Regions from separate parts of the Mus musculus genome. Here all the other regions are linked to region 5. A link is a contact called in public ChIA-PET, Hi-C, HiChIP or PLAC-seq and promoter capture Hi-C data. All regions are on one chromosome and are shown on one strand. The core of a region is the stretch at or near the end of the contact, and the rest is flanking DNA. Distances in the headings are between cores, read along the strand shown. Region 1 overlaps Gclc (glutamate-cysteine ligase, catalytic subunit). Region 2 holds the start of Gcm1 (glial cells missing homolog 1). Region 3 has its middle 22 kb from the start of Gcm1. Region 4 has its middle 35 kb from the start of Klhl31. Region 5 holds the start of Elovl5 (ELOVL family member 5, elongation of long chain fatty acids (yeast)). Region 6 has its middle 17 kb from the start of Gclc.

What was found. Promoter capture Hi-C pulls out the DNA fragments that hold promoters and counts their contacts. HiChIP or PLAC-seq counts read pairs in DNA pulled down with a chosen protein or histone mark. A called contact is a pair of places that touch in the nucleus more often than the background predicts. ChIA-PET counts read pairs in DNA pulled down with a chosen protein or histone mark.
Region 1: a promoter capture Hi-C map of liver shows a contact between it and region 5. The contact joins the enhancer-like site here to the promoter of Elovl5 in region 5. A contact is called at or near these places in 5 of 39 promoter capture datasets (the C10 cell line, cranial neural crest, embryonic stem cells and 2 more), 1 of 15 datasets of contacts at CTCF or cohesin (CD8 T cells), 4 of 115 datasets of contacts at active chromatin or transcription factors (the SCID.adh cell line, embryonic stem cells, pancreatic cancer cells and 1 more) and 2 of 9 other capture datasets (adipose tissue and liver).
Region 2: a promoter capture Hi-C map of liver shows a contact between it and region 5. The contact joins the promoter of Gcm1 here to the promoter of Elovl5 in region 5. A contact is called at or near these places in 9 of 39 promoter capture datasets (the C10 cell line, the HPC-7 cell line, embryonic stem cells and 5 more), 4 of 115 datasets of contacts at active chromatin or transcription factors (the SCID.adh cell line, bone marrow-derived macrophages and embryonic stem cells) and 3 of 9 other capture datasets (adipose tissue, macrophages and pancreatic islet).
Region 3: a CTCF HiChIP or PLAC-seq map of CD8 T cells shows a contact between it and region 5, with 7 read pairs. The contact joins the enhancer-like site here to the promoter of Elovl5 in region 5. A contact is called at or near these places in 6 of 39 promoter capture datasets (the C10 cell line, the HPC-7 cell line, embryonic stem cells and 3 more), 1 of 15 datasets of contacts at CTCF or cohesin (CD8 T cells), 3 of 484 Hi-C or Micro-C datasets (the G1E-ER4 cell line and granulocyte-monocyte progenitors), 7 of 115 datasets of contacts at active chromatin or transcription factors (CD8 T cells, bone marrow-derived macrophages, effector CD8 T cells and 2 more) and 2 of 9 other capture datasets (adipose tissue and liver).
Region 4: an RNA polymerase II ChIA-PET map of memory CD8 T cells shows a contact between it and region 5, with 41 read pairs. The contact joins the enhancer-like site here to the promoter of Elovl5 in region 5. A contact is called at or near these places in 4 of 39 promoter capture datasets (cranial neural crest, liver and pre-B cells), 1 of 484 Hi-C or Micro-C datasets (olfactory sensory neurons) and 2 of 115 datasets of contacts at active chromatin or transcription factors (memory CD8 T cells and pancreatic cancer cells).
Region 6: a Hi-C map of pre-B cells shows a contact between it and region 5, with 2.3 times the contacts expected there. The contact joins the enhancer-like site here to the promoter of Elovl5 in region 5. A contact is called at or near these places in 7 of 39 promoter capture datasets (the C10 cell line, cranial neural crest, erythroid cells and 3 more), 5 of 484 Hi-C or Micro-C datasets (CD4 T cells, CD8 T cells, the N1E-115 cell line and 2 more) and 2 of 115 datasets of contacts at active chromatin or transcription factors (microglia and pancreatic cancer cells).

What each region holds. Positions count from the first base shown.
Region 1 is chr9:77,780,392-77,783,803 of GRCm38.p6, reverse strand. It overlaps Gclc (glutamate-cysteine ligase, catalytic subunit), which reads right to left. Exons shown (of 16, transcript NM_010295.2): 5 at 2,662-2,720; 6 at 2,437-2,570. Among named protein-coding and RNA genes, the nearest start is that of Gclc, 28 kb to the right of the region's middle. Within about 2 kb of position 1,458, at least 36 of the 459 cell types and tissues checked have an H3K27ac peak or open chromatin away from gene starts, as enhancers often do. A contact at or near this core is called in liver and pancreatic cancer cells, where this site is marked.
Region 2 is chr9:78,050,369-78,053,597 of GRCm38.p6, reverse strand. Gcm1 (glial cells missing homolog 1) reads right to left here and starts at 1,640. Exons shown (of 6, transcript NM_008103.3): 1 at 1,558-1,640.
Region 3 is chr9:78,072,825-78,076,025 of GRCm38.p6, reverse strand. No RefSeq gene overlaps it. Among named protein-coding and RNA genes, the nearest start is that of Gcm1, 22 kb to the right of the region's middle. Within about 2 kb of position 1,850, at least 27 of the 459 cell types and tissues checked have an H3K27ac peak or open chromatin away from gene starts, as enhancers often do. A contact at or near this core is called in CD8 T cells, the G1E-ER4 cell line, bone marrow-derived macrophages and 3 more, where this site is marked.
Region 4 is chr9:77,669,893-77,673,238 of GRCm38.p6, reverse strand. No RefSeq gene overlaps it. Among named protein-coding and RNA genes, the nearest start is that of Klhl31, 35 kb to the right of the region's middle. Within about 2 kb of position 2,003, at least 12 of the 459 cell types and tissues checked have an H3K27ac peak or open chromatin away from gene starts, as enhancers often do. A contact at or near this core is called in memory CD8 T cells, where this site is marked.
Region 5 is chr9:77,915,290-77,918,632 of GRCm38.p6, reverse strand. It overlaps Elovl5 (ELOVL family member 5, elongation of long chain fatty acids (yeast)), which reads right to left and starts at 1,268. Exons shown (of 8, transcript NM_134255.3): 1 at 1,107-1,268.
Region 6 is chr9:77,735,829-77,739,260 of GRCm38.p6, reverse strand. No RefSeq gene overlaps it. Among named protein-coding and RNA genes, the nearest start is that of Gclc, 17 kb to the left of the region's middle. Within about 2 kb of position 2,035, at least 52 of the 459 cell types and tissues checked have an H3K27ac peak or open chromatin away from gene starts, as enhancers often do. A contact at or near this core is called in microglia and pre-B cells, where this site is marked.

The sequences.
Region 1 (3,412 bases), core at 209-2,708, 140 kb after region 5:
TGCTTGAGGAACGGCAGCTGAGGTTGGCCTCTGGTCTCTGCATGCATGTGCACACTTTATGGAGTAAGGATTCAGTGTGGAATGGAGCAGGATAGGCAGAGTACTGCTCACTGTCTGTGGTCCTATCACCAGGATTCTGTCTTGATGTTTTCTGTCCCAAGAATGTGGGGCAGTGTTTATTACCTATTTACTAAATTGACAGAAGGTCATGAAGGAAAGAGGATGCTGAGATGTAAGACAGTCACGTGTTTCTGGGTGTTGTGACGCAGACAGAGTCTGTTGGACATGTGTTTCTTAGATCTATGTCTGTCCTGTGACTGTTAGGCATGTTCCTGTGCATTACTCTTTAGTTTTGCAAAGATACTGCAGTGACAACTTTTCTAGGATGGTGTCTTTCCTTGGTAGCTTGGGACAGAGTAGGATTCGTAGGTACATCCTGAAAAACCCAGCTTTAGAAAACTCTATGAAGAGGAGGGACTGGGATTTCCAAGTTGCAGTGTAACAACAGTTATCGTAAGTAGATTTCCTAACTGCCTTCCTGTCTCTAGAGCCGAAACACTCTGCGCATCAAGTCAAGCGGAACGCCACGCTAAACGGTGACTTTCATAAACAGTGACTTTGGTGGGGAAAGCAAAACCAAGGAGCTCTGACCCCTGACAAAGGCATAGCACGGGAAGGCTGGCTTCTGTTGCCCTCCTAAGAGATCCCACGGGAGGAGACGTCACTAGGACACTGACAGGAGGGAAGGAGGACCTGTGAAACACGGAGATGAGAAACCAAACCCGACACTTACCTAGAATCTGGTTTTGAAACCACATAATTCTCTTAAGTAGAAAAAAGGAGGAGGAAAAAAAATCCATAGCAGGCCATGGCCTTTTTCTGAAGTGTAAAGATTTACTTCTCTGAGATGGTCTGGATATGGAACCCACACTGGCCTGAGCTCACACTCCCTCTGTAGCACTGGGATGCCAGGCAAGCACTATAGCACTCAGCAAGCTCACAAACTTGGAGGAGTTTTGTTTTGTCCAGTTAAGTCTACTATTAACTAAAAAAGTACTTACCATTTCTTTTTGTGCTTTTCTATAATAAATACTTCTTTCAGGTCCCAGTCAGAAGATATAAGGCAGGGACTTTTGTAGCTACTTCTGAGTTCATCTCATTGTGTCACTACAACCTTTTGAAGTGGGATACTGTAACTGGTTATGTTGGGGGAAGTACTAAACTCATACCTTAAATAGATTAGACAACTGTGTCTTTACATGAAAATGCTTGTCCCCACCAGTAGGACTCACTTATTTGCATAAATCAAGTGTCTCAAGCGAGACTGTCACTTTGTGCAACCCTGAAAGACCCTGGTTCAATATTAAGCCAAGGAAGGGCTGGGTTCCAAGAACACTCCCAGAATACTGAAGCCACACATTTTAAGTGCTGCAGCTTAATGATTAATTCCAGAAATGTTTGTACTTAAGATAAGAAAGCGGGTAACACAGTCAAAAGTCAGCCTTGTTTTAAATGATGTGTGACCGTTCTTAAGGGAACATTCTGGCGTCTGTTTGGAGGCTACATATCTGATTCTACTTAAATATGCAAAGGAAACAAAATACCTTTTCATGCTATAGAAACATGTAGCATGGGAAAGTCTGACTTGGGTATTAAATCTAAATTATCTGTACTTTCAAAAATAACAGTTGGGAGGCTAATGTGACAACTGTGTGTACAGCTGCAGCCCTAAGAAAAGAATGCTGAGTTTTGTGCCCTTTGTGCTGTGGCTACAGTCAGTTTAACTAAGTAAGCCAGCTCAGCATGGAGGCAGCAAGGGCAGAGACGACCACGGGCCTGTGTGGGCTGGGAGACTGCACTCCCCACTCTGCTCCTGAGGGAGCCTGGTGCAGTCACTGTTGGAGGCCATCAGTTATTTGATTAGTCCCAGCAAAAATTTTAACTGTTCGAACAGAGAAATACTATTGTATCTCTAGTGTAATTTAGCCAGGGGCAAGGCAAAGACTGTTAAATATTTATTCCTTTTAAACCACGAGGTAGCTTTGCACAAGAATAAAAATTTAAATGCCAAACAACCTTTGCCCTTGGATCATAAAGTCACTGGATTCTCTCACCAGAGGTCATTTTCAGAAATAGAGATCTGAGCCTTGTATAATATCCTCAAAGGCTGTCACTAGATGGCGGTAAAAAATCAGGCATCTAAAAAGGGCATTCACCAACATCTGTTTACCAATAGATACCAAGTTTAGTAACAACCACACACCTCTGTGGTAAACTGTGAATTTTCAGTCAAAAGACAGCTACAAAAGACTTTACTAAAGCAACATCATTTTTCAGAAGGTAAGCTATCTTTCGAATCAGATTAGAAGGTGACTTTAAACCAGACACATGCATAGTGAAGAGGACATTTAAGTCTCCATACAACACAGGCAATACCTGGAGACAGCAGTTGCCCATCCCGAATCCCATGGCATCCATGTAGATATGGTCTGGCTGAGAAGCCTTTGATGCCTCCGCATCTTCTGGAAATGTTTCTACAAATGGAGATGGTGTATTCTTGTCCTTGAATACTGCATTATTAATGAAAAGAAGAGGAGCTGAGAATCAAGGCTGCCGGTTGGACTATGCTGCCCCAGCCCCAGCCCAGCCCCACCCACTTACTTGGCACATTGATGACAACCTTTTCTCCTCTCCGATGCCGGATGTTTCTTGTTAGAGTACTACAGCAAGCAAACAAAAGGACAGGTCACCCAACAACTGCCACATTAGAATCTGAGCACATCGAACTGAATGGAACTGAATCCTACCGCAAACTAAAAATCCGAGACTGGCTCATGGCACGTGACATGCTACCCTAAGGGTTTCCTGAAAGGGGACTGGTGAGCAGCAGTTCCTGCGCTCTGCCTGGGGACCACCCCTTCTTGCTCACCTAGTCAGCACAGGTGTTCATGGCAACCACAGTCCAGCTAATTCTAACATTACTCATGAAAATTCCAATGATTTTAGTCAAATTTAAGAACTTAGGTTTTGGTTATCACTGAAGTCTCAAAATCACTTGCTTCAGCCCCCGATCCAAAACACAGACTGATTCTTACCTGATGCGCACATTATGGCCACCGACACTTGCAGTCACTGGTCCTAATTCAAACTCACAATTTTAACAGCACAAAGAGAGGAAAAAAAATTCCTCTCAGATTTTTGAACTGACTCTAAATTGCAGCAACACTTTAGATAGATGAGGTTTGATAAATTATGAAACCAAGGTTCACTTATTTTATGTTATATGACTCCTGCTTTGATCCCTCAGTCAGGACACGAGGACCTCCTGTGCTGGCCTTTCCCGTGAGGGATTCTGGGTAGCTTTTATAATCATCATGATCCATCTTTGCAGCAGCTCAGTGTTTTCTTTTTA
Region 2 (3,229 bases), core at 391-2,890, 130 kb before region 5:
TCAGTTCCTGGAACCCAAATGGTAGGAGAAACCCCACAAGCTGTCTTCTGACCTCTGACCTCTGTGTGTGTGTGAATGTGTGTGTATGCATTCACACATGTTAATAATTTTTCTGGTGATCATTAGCTCAGTCCCATGTGCACATTAAAGCTTAAGACTTGGAAACAAGGGGCTGCTGGGGAGATAGATGGCTCAGCAGTTAAGAACACTGACTGTTCTTCCAGAGGTCCAGAGTTCAATTCCCAGCAACCACATGGTGGCTCACAACCATCTGTAATGGGATCTGATGCCCTCTTCTGGTGTGCCTGAAGATAGCAACAATGTACATATATATACATAAAATAAATAAATCTTTTTTTTTTCTAAAGAAGCAACAAAGTAATACAATACAGAAAGAATCCATCTATTACCTGTCTGCTGGAAATAGCAATTTCATTGACATTTTTGCAAGTACCAACTGCCAATAAAAAAATCTGCAGAAGCCACTAGCACTTGCTACAGTAGACTTTAGGGTTTCAATACTCTGGTCCCTACTTTTATCCTCAGGTATATTTCCATCCTCATTGCTAGATCTGGGTTATAAGAGCCTTAGGAGCCATTATTACCTGGAACCACCTAGTTCTACCAAAAATATGTAAATTTGCATAAAAAGACACAGCTAGCTTAGGACTATGCCCATAGCACTTTAGATTAACTAATATTTTTATAGATAAATCCCATGAACTGTTCATCACCTTTGTAAGATCAGCCCCCTTCCCCCAAACCACGAAGTCCAGTCCCCTCCGCAAACACTGCCATTCAAGACTAAATGTGCGAGAGGCTCTTCTCAGTCTGTCTTAGCTTTGTTTCTGGGCTGAGGTGTTTGTGGCGCTGAGGATGGACGCCGGGGCTTGCACTGAACCACCGAGGTGCTACCACCGGCCCCTCATCGGTAACTTCTAAGTAAATCTCTATGTTTAGGAAACAATTATTGAGCTGCTTGGAAAAAGATGGTTGCCACCTCAGTTCAGAGACCGCTCACATGACAAGTAGAGAAGTAGTGAATAGTAAAAGTCATCGTCTGTCACAGCCCTAACTCTGCTAGCCCAAACTTGTAATTAGAATGGTTATGACCCACAGCGCACTTCACACAAAACAGAACAGATTAAAAAAAAAAAAAGTTGGAAAACAAGATTTATACTGTCTAAACCTAAAAATGCTGTTCTTAGACAAGGCTAGATACTTGATTTTAAATTAAGAGCAGAGGAATAAAGATTTTACTCCCCAAAAGTACAATAATTTTAAAAACTTTAAAGAGACTTTTCTCCAACACATACTTTTATGAAGTGAGGATTAATTTAGTATTTCCCTAAAAACTAAGAACAAGACATTGGGGAAAACCTGCTTTATCCCGTCAGTAAGTAAACTCAATCTTTCCCCAGGATTAAAATAAAGGTCTAAATTTTTCAAGACTTCCTTTTATTTCAGAGTTGTGACCAAGGCGTGTTCAGCTTCCATCATTTTTACAGACCATGACCTAGAACAAATAAAGCCTGTGGCCATGGCTACACAACTCACCCTGTCCGCCTTCAGTGCTCCCGAGTCTGTCCTTCTTGTCAGCTTCTTGTCCAGGTGTCATACAAGTGTCAGCTCTGGCTCAGGTCCTGCAAGTTCTGTTCATTTCTAAGTGGTCGCTGTTCCCTAACCCAGGTCAGGGTACACTATGCTAATGACTCTGGCAACTGTCCAATCAAAATCAAGATGCTTTCAGCCAGGGACAGGTAGGAGCAGCCCAGCTCTTCTCAGGGTGCTAGCCATGTGATGAATATTCTATGGTGTGCCTCTGAACTTTCCCCTCCTTAATGCTAAGAGGACATCTAACTTAAAAGGATATTGAGGGAAAAACAAAACAAAACAAAACTCTGAAAAGAAATACAGATTTTTTTTTCCTGATAGTTTTATAGATTGAATCCAAGAGCGACTGTTTTACAGTAGATGCGTTTTATCCTCTGTGTGTGTGAGCGAGAAGGCAGACAGGGAGACTCATGGCAGTGCAAACACCGAGGGGGGGGGGGGATGGAAATTACTGAGATAGTTTTTAGACAGCTAGCAGCCCTAAACCAGAAACACTGAAAGCCATCTCTAATTCTAAGTGTATCAAACCTGACAACGAATGCAATTCTTCAAGCCCAGCTCCTCTGCGGAATCCCAGGTAGTCTGCTGGGCTTCGGAGATATAACGGAGAATCAAAGACATCAAGAAGTTCTGTGTAGTTCAGGGTGGCAGGGCAGAGCTCTAACTCCAGGGAGTGTCTCTGCAAATTCAAGGCTAGCCTGAGCTAAACAGCAAACCCCCCCCCACCTCCCCCAAGGTCTTTTTTCATTTCCATATCTAAATCTGACCCATCTTTTAGGAATTCTAACAGACCCATCCAATATCTTCCAATACTGTTCTGAAACACGTGACTTCTCTTTTCGATGATATTTCAGAACCCTTAACCGTATCACTAACAGTAACTGTTTTTCTAATCACAAAATAAAATCAAAATCTGTTGTCTTGTTTATCATTGTGGCTAATCCATAGTGCAATCTTTCAGTAGATATCTAAGACTGTATTTTGGTCACATAGCTTCAAACTCTTGCTTTTTTTTTTTTCTGCATGTACCAAATGTAGATATTTTTTGCTTAATTTGTGGGATTGCCTCCTCTCGTTGATGTGGATCTGACCTGGCTTGCCAGCTGCTCTGAGTCGAAGGGTTTTTTTTTTCCCCCTCCTTTCCTTCACAGGAAACTCCTGCTGGGTTCCAGCTGCAGCACCAGGGCTATGCCTGTCCCAAGGACAGGTTCTACCCAGTGAGCTCCATGCCCTAAGGCTGAGGTCTCAACTTGCCAAATCCTCACTTCTGCTACTGGCTCTGTGAATTCTTTGCTTTTGTTTATTGATTGGTTTCTTAGTTTTTTGAGATGGGAGTGACCTCCTATAGACCAGGCTGACCTCAGAATTACTATGTAGCAGAAGGTCACTTGAAATTCCTGGTCTTCCTTCCTCTTTCTCCCAACTGTTATCAACTTCCTTTGACTGAATTCTTACAATGAATCAGAGGCCACGCTGGGCATTTCCCTAAATTACGCTTGATGCGCATAGTCTTTCTGTCACTCCTACTCCTTCTCCCCAGGCATGCCCACCACACTCAGCTAGGAACGATTCTAACATGAGAAATAAAACTGTACAGTCAAGCATCACAGACAAC
Region 3 (3,201 bases), core at 601-3,100, 160 kb before region 5:
AGGGCTGGAGAGATGACTCAGCGGTTAAGAGCACTGATTGCTCTTCCAGAGGTCCTGAGTTCAATCCCCAGCAACCACATGGTAGCTCACAACCATCTGTAATGGGATCCAAGGCACTCTTCTGGCGTGTCCAAAGATGGCTACAGTATACTCACATGCATGAAATAAATAGAAAAATGTTTAAAAAAAACAAACAAACAAATCTCAGCCAAACTGATCAAAAGAGAGAAGATCCAAATAAATAAATTTAGACTTTAAAAGATAGGAATTACAACAATAAAAATGAAGTTCATATAATCATGAGGAGGATATACCTTAAAACTTATCGTCCACTAAGCCAGGAGATTGGTGACTTTCTCGGTGCATATAATCTACTAAAGTTAAACCAGGATGAGATAAAAAAAAAATTAAACAAACATCAAAATTGAAGCAAAATAAATCCAAGTCTAGGTGGATTCACTATAATCCTCGAAGAAGAATTAACCCTGACCCTCCTCACACCTATCCATAAAATAGAAAAAGAAGGAACACCTCCAAATGTATTTTGCAAAGCTGGCATTACCATGAAAAACCAGAGGCATGATCTGTAACTGACCACGCCTGTGGTGGCGGACACAGGAGAGCAGGGATTCTGGGAGGGTGATAATGATTAATAATAATAATAATATAATGATAGCAACAACAACAATAATCTCCAAGGAATTAAAAGTCAGTCTTGTTGGTTCTTAAAGGAAGTGACATCTTCAGTAAGTGTAGAAAATTGCCCAGATCTCTATGACAGACTTTACTTCAGAATAATAAATAAATAAATAAATAAATAAATAAATAAATAAGAAGGGCCCAGACTTTCCTCCCTAATGAAGCCTAATGAAAACCTGCTTGTACTAACCTATTCTTTCCCATTCAGAAGCTTATCACAGTAGATCTTAATTGTTTGATTAATTAGAGTCAGAAGTGAAATTGTGCCAGGCACAGTAGGAAGAGATTAAGTAGATGGTGGAGTGGTGGAACAGAAGGAAGAGCGAATAGGAGGTGGAGAAACAGAAGACGAGGAAAAAGAGCTGAGTAGTTTATGTGCTGTGAAGAGAGACAGAATTGGAAACAACAGCAGAATATCAGAAGAGTCCAGGTGGGAATCCAGTATTGATATAGCATACTAGAAGCCAGGGGCCTCGAAACAGACCAATGACTCATTGCAATGAACATTTGCAAGTAAAGATGTGTGGACAAAAGGGAATACCGTGTGACATACTGTGACACACTACAGCTTCCACAAGATTTTTTTTTCTTTTGTGGGGGAGGTTACAAGGGCAGAAGGCAGACGTGATGATGGGACAGGAAAATGAGTAGGATTGGGGTTCATGATGTGAAATTCACAAATAATCAATAAAACATTAAAAAAGATTTATCCACAGGCCTTTGTTAAGACCTAATTAGGTATACCTTTTAAATTATAGGTTTTTTTTTAAAGATTTATTTATTTATTTATTATATGTAAGTACACTGTAGCTGTCTTTAGACACACCAGAAGAGGGTGTCAGATCTCATTACGGATGGTTGTGAGCCACCATGTGGTTTCTGGGATTTGAACTCAGGACCTTCGGAAGAGCAGTCAGTGCTCTTAACCGCTGAGCCATCTCTCCAGTCCTTAAATTATGTTTCTAAAATGAAAAATAATTAAATCACTTTCCATTTCCCTTTCCTCTCTTCAACACCTCCCTCCACTGCGCCTTTACTCTCCATTTGGTAGCCTCTTTCTCTTTGACTATTATTGTTACATACATATCTTTGTGGTGTGTGTGTGTGTGTGTGTGTGTGTGTGCGCGCGCGCGCGGTTGAACAGCCTGTTGATCCTGGAAACAAGCCTCCACAGCTGATTCATCACAAAGCCGACCACTGCCTGCACTCAGCCCCTTCTGCAAACAGAGCTGAGAAAATTGGACACACACCCGCAGAAGACAAAAACCTAACCCTTGCCTCTCATCCTTGCAAAATTTAAGCCTAAAAGTAAGGATTCAAACTCTGAAATTTCTAGAAGGAAGTGCTGGGGGAGATTCTTCAAGATAGTCCTACGTTCAGTGACTTCCTGGGTGAAACCCGCAAAAGCCCAGGAAACAGAAGCGTAAAAATGACAGTATTAAATGAAACCAAAAAGCTCTGAATGGCCCAGAAAACAGGAGTGATGGTGTGATCTTCACACCAGGAGGAAATGGTTGCAGGCTATTCGTTTGACAGGGAGTTAATATACAGAAAATGCACAGCACTCAAAAAAAATGTTAAAAATAAGCAAGTGATCTATAATGTTTAAAAGAGGAAATCAGCTGGGTGGTGGTGGCCTACGCCTTTAATCCTAGCACTTGGGAAGCAGAGGCAGGTGGATTTCTGAGTTTGAGGCCAGCCTGGTCTACAAAGTGAGTTCCAGGACTGCACAGAGAAACCCTGTCTTGAAAAACAACAACAATAACAAAAAAAAAAAAAAAACCAAACCAAAAAAAAAAAAAAAGAGGAAATCAAGGGGCTGGAGAGATGGCTCAGTGGTTAAGAGCTGTCTGCTCTCCCAGAGGGCTCAGTTCAATTCCCAAGGCCCACAAGGCAGCTCACAACTCTCTGTAAGTCCACTTCCAGAGCATCTGACACCCTCACACAGACATACTCGTGTGTAAAACACCAATGCGCATTTAAAAACAAGCAAACCAACCCTGTAACAAAAGAAGAAATAGAAATGGCCTAAAATATATGAATTTTCTCACTATGAATATGCATCGCAGAAGTGCAGTGAGATACCACCTCGCATCAGTTTGAAAGGCTGTCTTCAGAGTCCGTCATGGGGACATTTATCTGTAATCCTCAGTTTAGGAGGCTGAGATAGGAGGTTCACAAGTTTGAGGCCAGCCTGGGCTCTCTAGTGAGACACTGTTTAAAATCAACTAATCCCATCATTAAATGCAAAAGGAGATGGGGGAAAGGAACTCAAGATGAACTGCTGACTGCAAGTAAGTACAGCACAAGAGAGAGCAATACGCAAGCTCCTCACGGTTCTGGCTACATTCTGTCGCTGGGATAAAACGCTGACTGAGGGCAACTAAAAGGAGGAGAGCATCTGTCTCATCTGTCACTTTCAGGTCACAGTCCATCTCTGGGAGAAGTCAGGGCCAGAAATCAAAGGCCGAACCCAATAGCAAGACTGATTGCTATCCTAGG
Region 4 (3,346 bases), core at 754-3,253, 250 kb after region 5:
CTCCCACTGGGAAAACTATGTGGATCTTCCTGCATTGTAACAGCTGTGGCCTGTGCATTGGCAGGTGAATATTGAAGCAGTTCTAGATGAACAGGGTACTCGTGAGCTCCTTGATGAACTGATTCTGCTCTGGACTGTGGTTTGAATGTGAAATGGCTTCCATGGGTTCCTGTGTTTGGACACTTGGTTCTCAGTTGGTGGTGCCATTCTGTGTAGAAAGAATGAATGGCTGTTGGAGATGGGTCACAGGAAGTAGGTCTTTGAAAGTTACAATGTAGCCCTGCTTCTGGCCTGAGATCTCTGTTCCTTGTCTTAGTTAGGGTTTCATGGCCGTGAAGAGACACTGTGACTAAGGCATGTTGACATGTGGGTCAATCTGTTGAAGGATATTTGCTCCCAGATGGAGCCGACATAGTCCTTTCCTTGGATATATTTTTCACACTGCCTTCAGTTTCTACCCTCAGGATACTGGATATTGTTGCCACCTCTATTTTCCTAACCTCTTTTGAAGGCAAACTTTTCATTGGGGCTGGCTTACAGTTTCAGAGGTCCAGTCCATTATCATTATGGTGGGAAGCATGGCAGTGTACAGGCAGGCATGGTGTTGGAGGAGCCAGAGTTCTTCATCTCTATTCAAAGGCAGCCAGGTGGAGACTGTCTTGTCCAGGCAGCCAAGAAGTCAGGGGGAGGCTCTGCTCCACATTGAGCAGAGATTGAGCACTCCACATAGCAGCCCATTACCATCTGTTACCCCAGGCTCAGGAGATCTGATTCTTTTATAAGAATGCTTCAAGCATGCATGTGATAAGAGACATACAAGCAGACAAAATATCCACACACAAAGGAGACCTCAAAGATTGCCTACATAGTGAGACACTTCCTCCAACAAGGCTACACCTATTCCAACAAGGCCACACCTCCTACTACTGCCACTTGCCATGGGCCAAGCATATTCAAACCACCATATTCCTCATCTGCCAAGCTGTGTGGCAAGCTACTGCTGCTATGGATTGAGATGCCTTGTTCTCCCCACTATGATGGGCTTGTAGCCTTCAAAACTGTGAGCCATAATAAGTCCTCCTTCTATTAAGTGTTTCTATCATGTACCTTATCACAGTGACAAAAAGGGTAACACAAAAGTCTTTGGAACAAATCAATAATGCTACACTTTAAAAACTCATTTTTTTGTGTGTGGATATTTTGTCTGCTAGTATGTCTCTTACACATGCATGCTTGAAGCATTCGTATAAAAGAATCAGATCTCCTGAGCCTGGGGTAACAGATGGTAATGGGCTGCTATGTGGAGTCTGGGCATACGACCTGGGTCACCTGGAAGGACAACCAGTGTTTTTAACCACTGAGCCATCTCTTTGGCCCCAGTGTCAAACTTTTGAACCTGTGATGAGTGGGTGATTGTGATGGTTTGAATTAGAATGTCCCTCACAGGCTCATATATTTGAATGCTTAGTCACTGGGGAGTGGTACTATTGGAAAGGGTTAGAAAGATTAGGAGGTGTGACCTTGTCGGAGGATATGTGTCATTGGGGGTGGGCTTTGAGGTTTCAAAAGCCCAAGTGTGGTTCAGTGTCATGCTCTCTTAGTCTGTAAGTCAGGATGTAGCTTTCAGTTACTACTCCAGTACCACCTTTGCCACCATGCTCCCTGCCATGATGATAATGGACTAGGCCTCTGAAACTGTGAGCCAGCCCCCTGTAAATGCTTTCTTTCATAAGAGTTGTCTTAGCCATGGTGTCTCTTCACAGCAATAGAATAGCAACTAATTAACCACAGTGGTGTTGCAGCTAGAGGGGTTTGAATAAGCAATGTCCCCCCATAGGCTCAATTATGTGAACACTTGGTCCCCAGCTGGTGGCACTGTTTGGAGGTGTTTGGAAAGCTTTGATAGCATTAGGTGTGTGACTGAAGGCTGGCTTTCAGAGTCTGTGCTTCACCCTCCATCCATTTTACTCTCTCTGCTTTCTGTGTGTGAACAGAGCTGTGGCCTCTCGGCTTCCTGTTTTGGTTACCTGTTGCCATGCTTCCTCTACCACTACAAGCTTTCTCTCTGGCACTGTAAGCCAAAATAAGCGCTTCCTTTTATAAGACACTTCGGTCATGGTGTTTTACCATAGCAGCAACAACAAAAAATAGCTAACATACTAGGTTCTGTTTTTTCTTTGTTTCTTTTCATCAGTGCTAATCTGTTTTCACCTTCTTTAGTTGCGTCTTTACGTGTGCATTTGAGAAGTTTTCAAATCTTTTAACTCCCCTTCCTTTTGGATCCCTTTAGTAAATGTGACTAAAAGAAGCCAATAATAGCCATGTCACAGAACAGACGCTTACATTCTTGGAATCTCCTGTTTACAGTAAGCTCCATCACTGTTTACAAATTCCTCCCACAACCACTTCCAAGGGTTTTTCCACATTTAGATATTCAGAAATGGCCTCACTATGTGTTAGCTTTACGTTATTATGATAACCTACCATAACTAACTTATAAAGAGAAAAGATTTCCTTTGTGTAACAGTTGGGAAGTTTCAGTACAAGACCATGCAGTCCCATCTGTTCGGGCCTCTGGTAAAGACAACCCACCATGGTGGGTGCTTGTGATGGGACAATTCCTGAAAGAAGCTGAGAGAGAGCTAGTCAGGGCCTTATAACCACCTCTACATACACTACATTGTTGAAACAGAGCTGGAGAGTGAGTCCCTAAGACAGTGGCCTTTGATAAGCTGGGAGGACAGGAAGAGAAAAAGGTACAGGCAGGTAGGGATTTCTTCTGCATTGAGCTTTAGAAACAGGGACTCAGTGGACTATTGGGAAAGATGAGTTTTACTGCTGATCATGTAGATACAATGTGTCCTTCCCTGTACTGGGTAGCTACTAGAATCATTCACTCTCTCTCATTCCTTTCTGTGTCCTGTGTACTTTGTGTAGGAAGGAATGTGAATTGGAGGCACACTTGGGAGTTCACGTTCTGATTTGTCTCTAGCTTCTTGGCTCCTTCGCCTTCTTCATTCTTCTGCGTGTCTAGGGTAACAAAGCGTGCCCAGGCTTTTTCTTCAAAGACGTTAGGAAATCAAAGACAGAACAAAGGTCGAGAAGAAATACAGTATGGAATTGTGAGGAGCTGCATATTTCTGATCTGTTCTTTTAATGCATAGTGGTAATTAATGTTGACTATAGGTAACTCAATGTAGAAATGTCATGGTCTTGACAAATGTATAGACTAGCTTTGTGTTTTCACAATGTTTTCCCATATATTGCTTAATTGTGTATTTGTAACCACTTGATGGAGTGAGTAACGTGATTGTAATTGAGAGTGATTCTTACAATTGCAGAAACT
Region 5 (3,343 bases), core at 19-2,518:
AAACGATGCACCTGTGCCCAGCCATAGATAAAATCTACGGTGTGCATTCGCATTCATCTAATGCAAAGCTGACTGTATCTGTAGATTTTTGACCCAAATGCTGTGGCCTGAGACTTTGCAAAAGCACAAAGACTTGCAAGTACAAACCAACAGGTTATAACTGCCAAGCGGTTAGAGGAACGAATTACAAAACCAACAGACAACACTGGCCCTCCTGTACAACTGTACAAAACACTTCCTGCCACCAGCCCTGACATTAAAAAAACAGAAAGACAGTCGAGGCTTGGGAGGAGGGCTGCTCGCTCCCCCACAATTTCTTATCAGACTTCTCCCCGGGTATCCTCCAGCTAGGGAGTCATGCGTTGCATTCTTTCAATCGCCCCCTCCCCTTACGAAAATTCATCCAATGCATCCTTCAAATTTGCAATCAAGGCGCCTGGAGATAAGCATAATGTAATCTAGAGCAGGGACGCCAAGTTCAAAGGTGCCGAAGGCTTCAAGATCGTCTAAAAAGAACTCTCTCTGGACCTTACTATCTCCACCTCAAGGATAGGGGAAGGGGAAGGCTTGCTGGCAAGCAAACAATAAAGGACACTTTCCCTAAAACTCTGAGCAGCGCACTTTATGGATTCGCAGACTCCAGGCCGTTACCCGCAGCTATGCGTCCGCGTCTCCACCCTCCCGGGGCAGGCTGGGCTGCAGATACCCGCTGGAGTGGTCGCGGGAAAGCGGGCGTCCCTGGCAGCAGCAAAGGAGAGGAAAGCAGGGAAAGGCCAGCGCGCGGCCCCAAAGCCCGGTACTGCACGGACCCACGCGGACTCCTCCTCGGCAGCCCTTACGGTCGCTCAGAGAAAGCTCGGAGGAAGATCCAAGCGCGCCGCCATCCTTCCCTGCGATCTCCGCGCCTGTCAGTGCGCCAAAGTGGCTGCCACCCACGAACAGGTGCGAAAGCATCCATCCCGGCGGAGCTCCGCTCGGCCCGCGCCCCGCGCTCGCCGGGCCACGGTGCCTGCCGCCCCCCGCCCAACCCGGACCTCACGGCGCCAGCAGCCTGGCCGCACCCCAGTGCCTTGGCACCCGCCAAGTTCCTGAAGCAGGCGGCTCACCTCTCTGCCTGAGCGGCTACGGGGAGCACCGGACGGCAGCAGGACCGCGCGAGCAGGAGGATGTGCAAGCGGGCGCGGGAACAGAAGCAAGCTGCAGCCGCGATGCAAGAGGAAGGCGCCCGGCAGCTTCAACCCCGGCGTGGGCTGACCGTGACGTCACAATGGCGCGGCCAGCCAATCCGAGCCCGGAGGCAGGATCAAGCGCTATGATGTCATGCGGCCTTGGAACCAATCCTGGGGCGATAGAACTTTCGTGATTGTAAATTCCAGAATCAGATGCGGTGAGCAGAGGAAGCCAGGGTTGGTCTCCTGTGGTTCACGTGTCTCGGGGCAGTTTTCTTGCTTCTTCCTAATAAGCCTGCGTGGGACGCAGAGTCTGCGCAATAGCCACAGTGAAGTTCTGGATGCCCTGAACTCTTTCCAACAGCCGGGGGGCAGGGGCAGGCTTGGCGGTGGTTTTTTTGTTTTTGTTTTTGTTTTGGCAGGTGCCCACCCACCTAACGGGTTTCGCCACCATTGTGAAGGGGACCCTTTTCATGGTTTTAGCAAGGGTTCTAAAACCTAGGTGGAGCTGCTGTTGCGCAAATTGAAGCAACAGAAATCACTCAGAACTTTGCAACCGTAATTCTAGGATAGGTTGATCACACACTATTGGGAGTTTTGATATTTCTACTCTACGAAATTATCAGTCTTGTAATGAAATACTGTAATGTCTTTCAGCTGGGCAAATTCAAAGACTTAAAAGGGACGCAGGTACAAACATAAGAGCCTTTCTAGTTTTCGCTGCTGTTTGATAAATCAAGGCCTACAACTCTTACTTCAAACGTTAGAAATGTAACCTTTTGTTGTGCCCCCTTTGCTTTACACCCACTGACACAACACAGCCAAGCAGTCATTCAGTGTAGAAACATTTTTTTTAAATTATAGTAAAATGTTTATTGTATATTCAGCAATGTTCCAGGACCCAGACCACTGTCATAGGAATACGAATATACAAACTATAAACATTAGATAATTTAAACATTCACAAATTGCTGTAGCAATAACAATTAGTTGCCATTCATTTCTATAAACACTGAGTAAGGACCGCCTTCCCCGCAACAGTGCTGAGTGCTAACCATAAGTGCATGTCTGTCTGTCTATACAGGAAGTGTCGTTCAAGTGGCATGTGAGTGGTCATCTGTGCAACCTGGCCTCCTAGCATTCACCGTGTTCATTGTAATTGTCTCGTAGCTTTCACATACCAGGGACCGCTAAGATCTGTAGGCAAGTAATGCACTAAATCTAGCTTGTTTCTCCCCTCAATGGCATTTACAAGGCTCGAGGCATCATCTGCGACAGTTCTTTGTAATCTGGAGTATGACAAGAAGTCCTAACCATTTTTTTTTTTTTTTTGAATGGGTGAAGCATGAACTCAGCGGTGCCATGTTTGATCCCTGTTTCAGCTCCACTTGCCATCCGTGTTCCTCCTGTTCAGGATTCTTAACTCTTCTCTAGGCTATTTACTAGCAAGGCATACTCTTCTCTTCCTAGGGTTCCCAGTGTGTAATTTACATATGCAATCAGAGGCAGGCGGGACCTTCCCTGACACAGCAGCTAAATTTACTCCACTCCACAAGGTGTGAAATGACCAGCCTCATAGCTACCCCCATTTTAGTATCTTTGAATTCAAGTGTAAATCTGCAAGAAACGCACAGAACTTGTATAACCTCCCATCTTAGCTATTTTTTTCCCAAATAAAAAATCCCTATTCAGTGCCAGGCTTACTAAGTGATGGAATGGAAGAGAAGTGCTTTGGGTACCATGAGAACTGGATTCTTGGCCTCAGGAACTATAAGAACCATGAGAAGCTATCCCTGCCATTTTACCTAGCATATGTGATTTGAGATAGTTCTTTAGTAGTGTTCATGTGGTAATATAAAAAAATGTGTTTTTTCTATTAAATAATAATTTTATTCTCTATTTACTTTTAAATTATGGCAGCACCCCCCACCCCAGACACTTTGCTCTTCGTTTTTATCAGTGAGCCTACATCTCCTCTAATACACTTCCAAGTATGTAAGGACTGCTTCAGTATTACTTTTGAGGAAGGAATTATTTAATATCCTGGGCAATTTGTTTTATTGCAATAGCAGCTGCAGTTGAATTAAAAATGCAATTAACAGCTTCATTATAATACCGAATTCTAATGACTGAAGCTGCTACTGTTCGATTTGCATGGCATAATGAAACCTGTC
Region 6 (3,432 bases), core at 786-3,285, 180 kb after region 5:
TAGGTCCACTGACTCCAAGTACGCTAGCTTACATTCAGCTCCCTAAACCAGCCACAAGAGACTCATCCAGAATTTAATTCTCAGAGGATACCACTAGTTTGGATATAAGCTGGGGATTTTACTGACCAAGAAGTAAGTAAATACCATGTATAATTTAAAAATCCAATTTGCTGTGAAATTAGAGAGCCATATATCATAGTAACATATCCAGTATATGACATAATAGAACTCCAAAGGTCAATTTCAATGAATCCAAACCTTGCTCCTTTTGTGGGGGAAAACTTTTTGCCACAGTAGGAGTGAATCTCTGTGTTTTCTACAGAATATTTCAAACACCAAAGAATACAGATTTTAGTCAGCCATGGAAGCTTCTTTCAAATAGAAGGCATCCTGGGACACGCACACATGAAATCTTAACAAATTTAGAAAAGTTGAAATAACTCGGTGTATCCTTTCTGACCATAATAAATCAACATCAAACAAATCTCCAATAAGTACAAAAACTCAAGGAGGTTAACCAAATCATTTGCATTTTCTTTAAGATAAATCCACTCTTTGCTTCGATAATGTTCCCTGAACAAAGGGACAAATATCCTGTCTATTCTTCTTTGTTGAACATTATTGAATAATTTTCTTCATCAAGCCCATAGCATATATGAACAGAGAAATGGGTAGACCTCTGTTCCTATGAGATTTGATTTTAGAGTTGAAATTTAACAAACCACTTTGGTAAGAATGAAAAATGTAACTACTTCCTGTACCTCAAGGATCAGAGGTAGTTTGTGGCTTCCTCCACTGGACAACTGGAAAGAAGGATCCTAGGAGAGGCGTTGAAGCTTGGTGAAGGGATGAAAAGTGGTGGGCAGAGCTGCAGGGTTGGATGAGGTGGACAGAGCTGAGGAGATGGCTGTGGTGGGAAGACAGCTCTGGTAGGAAGAGCTGCGGGGATGGGTGTGACTGGAGAGAGAAAATTATTTCCAGGGGGAGAATTGTGCTTAGAAAGACTGGATGAAGGAGAATGGTAAGACTGAAACAGTAAGCAATTCAAACCAGAGACCATGTAAGCATGCAAGTCGCATCTGGGATGAGGGTGGCGATCTGCTTGTGTCATTGAGTGGCACAGCTAACATTTGCTGAGTGGTGCACAAGTGAACGGGAAGAAGTCAGTGTGTCAAACGTGTCAGGACATTTGAAAGACCTTGGGGCTAAATAAAATCAGGGTATCTGATGTGTGATCCCAAGGGAGTAGAGACCCATGGGTTGAGAACCGCTGCTCTAAGAGAGAAGCCACTGGGCCTGTCTGTAAGAGATATTCTCCATCAGGTGATTTGTAGAGGGAAGACCCATCCTAAACACACGCAGTACTTCCCCATGGCAGCCAGATAAAGGAAGGCACTTCTCTTTCCCCCTGCTTGTTTCTCCATGTCATTGGTGAGTTCTACTCTCTTGCAGACACTACTTGCTACATTCTTTCACTGATAGCAGAACCCAGCATCTTCAGGCTTCAGTATCAACTGAAGACCAGTGGCTCTGAAGGAGTCCTACATGCCTTCAGGGCTGGGTTCTAATGATGCAGGCTCAGGAAATGCATGGCAGTGGGATTCTCAGCTTTTCCAGACATTAGTAGACTGCTCGGACTGTGTCACAGAAGCCGCCGTAAGAAATCTATTTTTATTTGGTATTCACTCTGTCAGTTCACTCCCTCTAGAGAAGCCTGACACATCCACCAACAGCCCGTTCCTTCTGGTTCCTCTTTTACTGTCTCCATTCAAGAGAAGACAGGAAAGGGGTAGAAGCTGAGGTCAGCATGGAGGTGAACTCTGAGGGTGTGAGCCAGAAGACTGTCTGATGTTTATATGTGGGCTTCTACTTTTAGAAGTCTGGTCAGGGATGCTCTCTTGAGTGGGCTAGGACTACCTGACCAGGATGAGAGAAAAGAGTGGAATTTGAATCTAGGAAATTTTAGAAAGGCTATAATGGAAAGCAGAATTTAAAAAAAATTTTTTTTAAATTGTTGTGTATGAATGTTTTGCCTGACTGCTGGCATGCCCATGCACATGTATGTGCCTGGTGCCCACGGGATCAAAAGAGAGCTTCAGACACCTTGGAACTAAAAGCTACTATGTGAGTACTAGGCATTGAATCTGTTTCCTGTGAGAGAGCAGTCAATGCTCTTAACCATCAAGCTATGAAAGCCAAAATGTTTTAAAATCAATTTATTATTATTTTATAATAATAATAATAATTTTTGTTTGGAGTTTCTCTATGTAGCCCTGGCTATCCTGGAACTCACGCTGTAGAACAGATCAGCCTAAAACTCAGAGAGCCACCTGCCTCTGCCTTCCAAATGCTGGCATTAAAGGTGTGTGCAACCATGCCAAGCTGAAAGCCAGAAACTGGCTATGAGCAAAAGGAAGGGAACATGAGTTTTAATTCAACAAGCTACTTTTTAGGTCCCTAGTCAAGTTCTTCACTCACTGAAGATTCGCCTTTCCTTTCCAGGTTCCTTCCCCACCAGATAGAAGCAACAGAAAGAGGGTAGGGGGGCTGATTTCTATCTTGAGAGGGACACTTATGGAGGTTCAAATAGGAATAGTTCCATAGATCCATGTGTTTGAATGCTTGGCCATAGGAAGTACAACCTTGTTGGAGTAGGTGTTGCTTTGTTGGAGGAAGTGCGTCACTGTGTGGGGCGGGCTTTGAGGTCTTATATATGCTCAAACTCTGACCAGTTGTAGCACAGTCTCCTGCCAACGGCAGATCAAGATGAAGGACTCTCAGCTTTTCCAGCACTGTGTCTAACTGCATGCCGCCGTGCTTCTCACCATGGTGATAATATTCTAAACCTTAGTAACTGTAAGCCAGCCCCACTTAAATGTCTTCCTTTAGAAGAGTGGTCATGGTTGTCTCTTCACTGCAATAGAAACCCTAACTAAAATAGCACTGTTTGGTTTTGGACTCCGGGACAAGGGACTGGGGTGCATATTTTACACACCAAAGCAGACCTGGCCTCAAGGTTCTCCCAGCATCCCTCAGTTCCTACCTGGCATACCCTCACCCAACCCTGAACTCCGAAGACCAGAGGCTGGGCTACCCTTCTAGGAGAGGCTCTCTCTAATCCAGACATTTCTCTCTGTCTCTCTCTCTCTCTCTCCCCCTCTCTCTCTCTCTCTCTCTCCCTCTCCCTTTCCTCTCCTCTCCTCCTATCGCTCTCTGCGTGTGCATGCCCCTTTCTCTCTTACTCTCCCGTCCCCTTTCTCGACAGTGACTTCACTGGCCTTGGTCCTTGGGGCCAGTGAACTTGTCTGCCCAAGAGCAGCTTCCCAATAAACCCGCCTTTAATATAGTCTAATCTGGCTTAAATTGGCTCATTTTGTACCTATCAAGCACTTCTTGTTTTGTTGTGGTGGACATTCCCTGTCCCCAGAACTA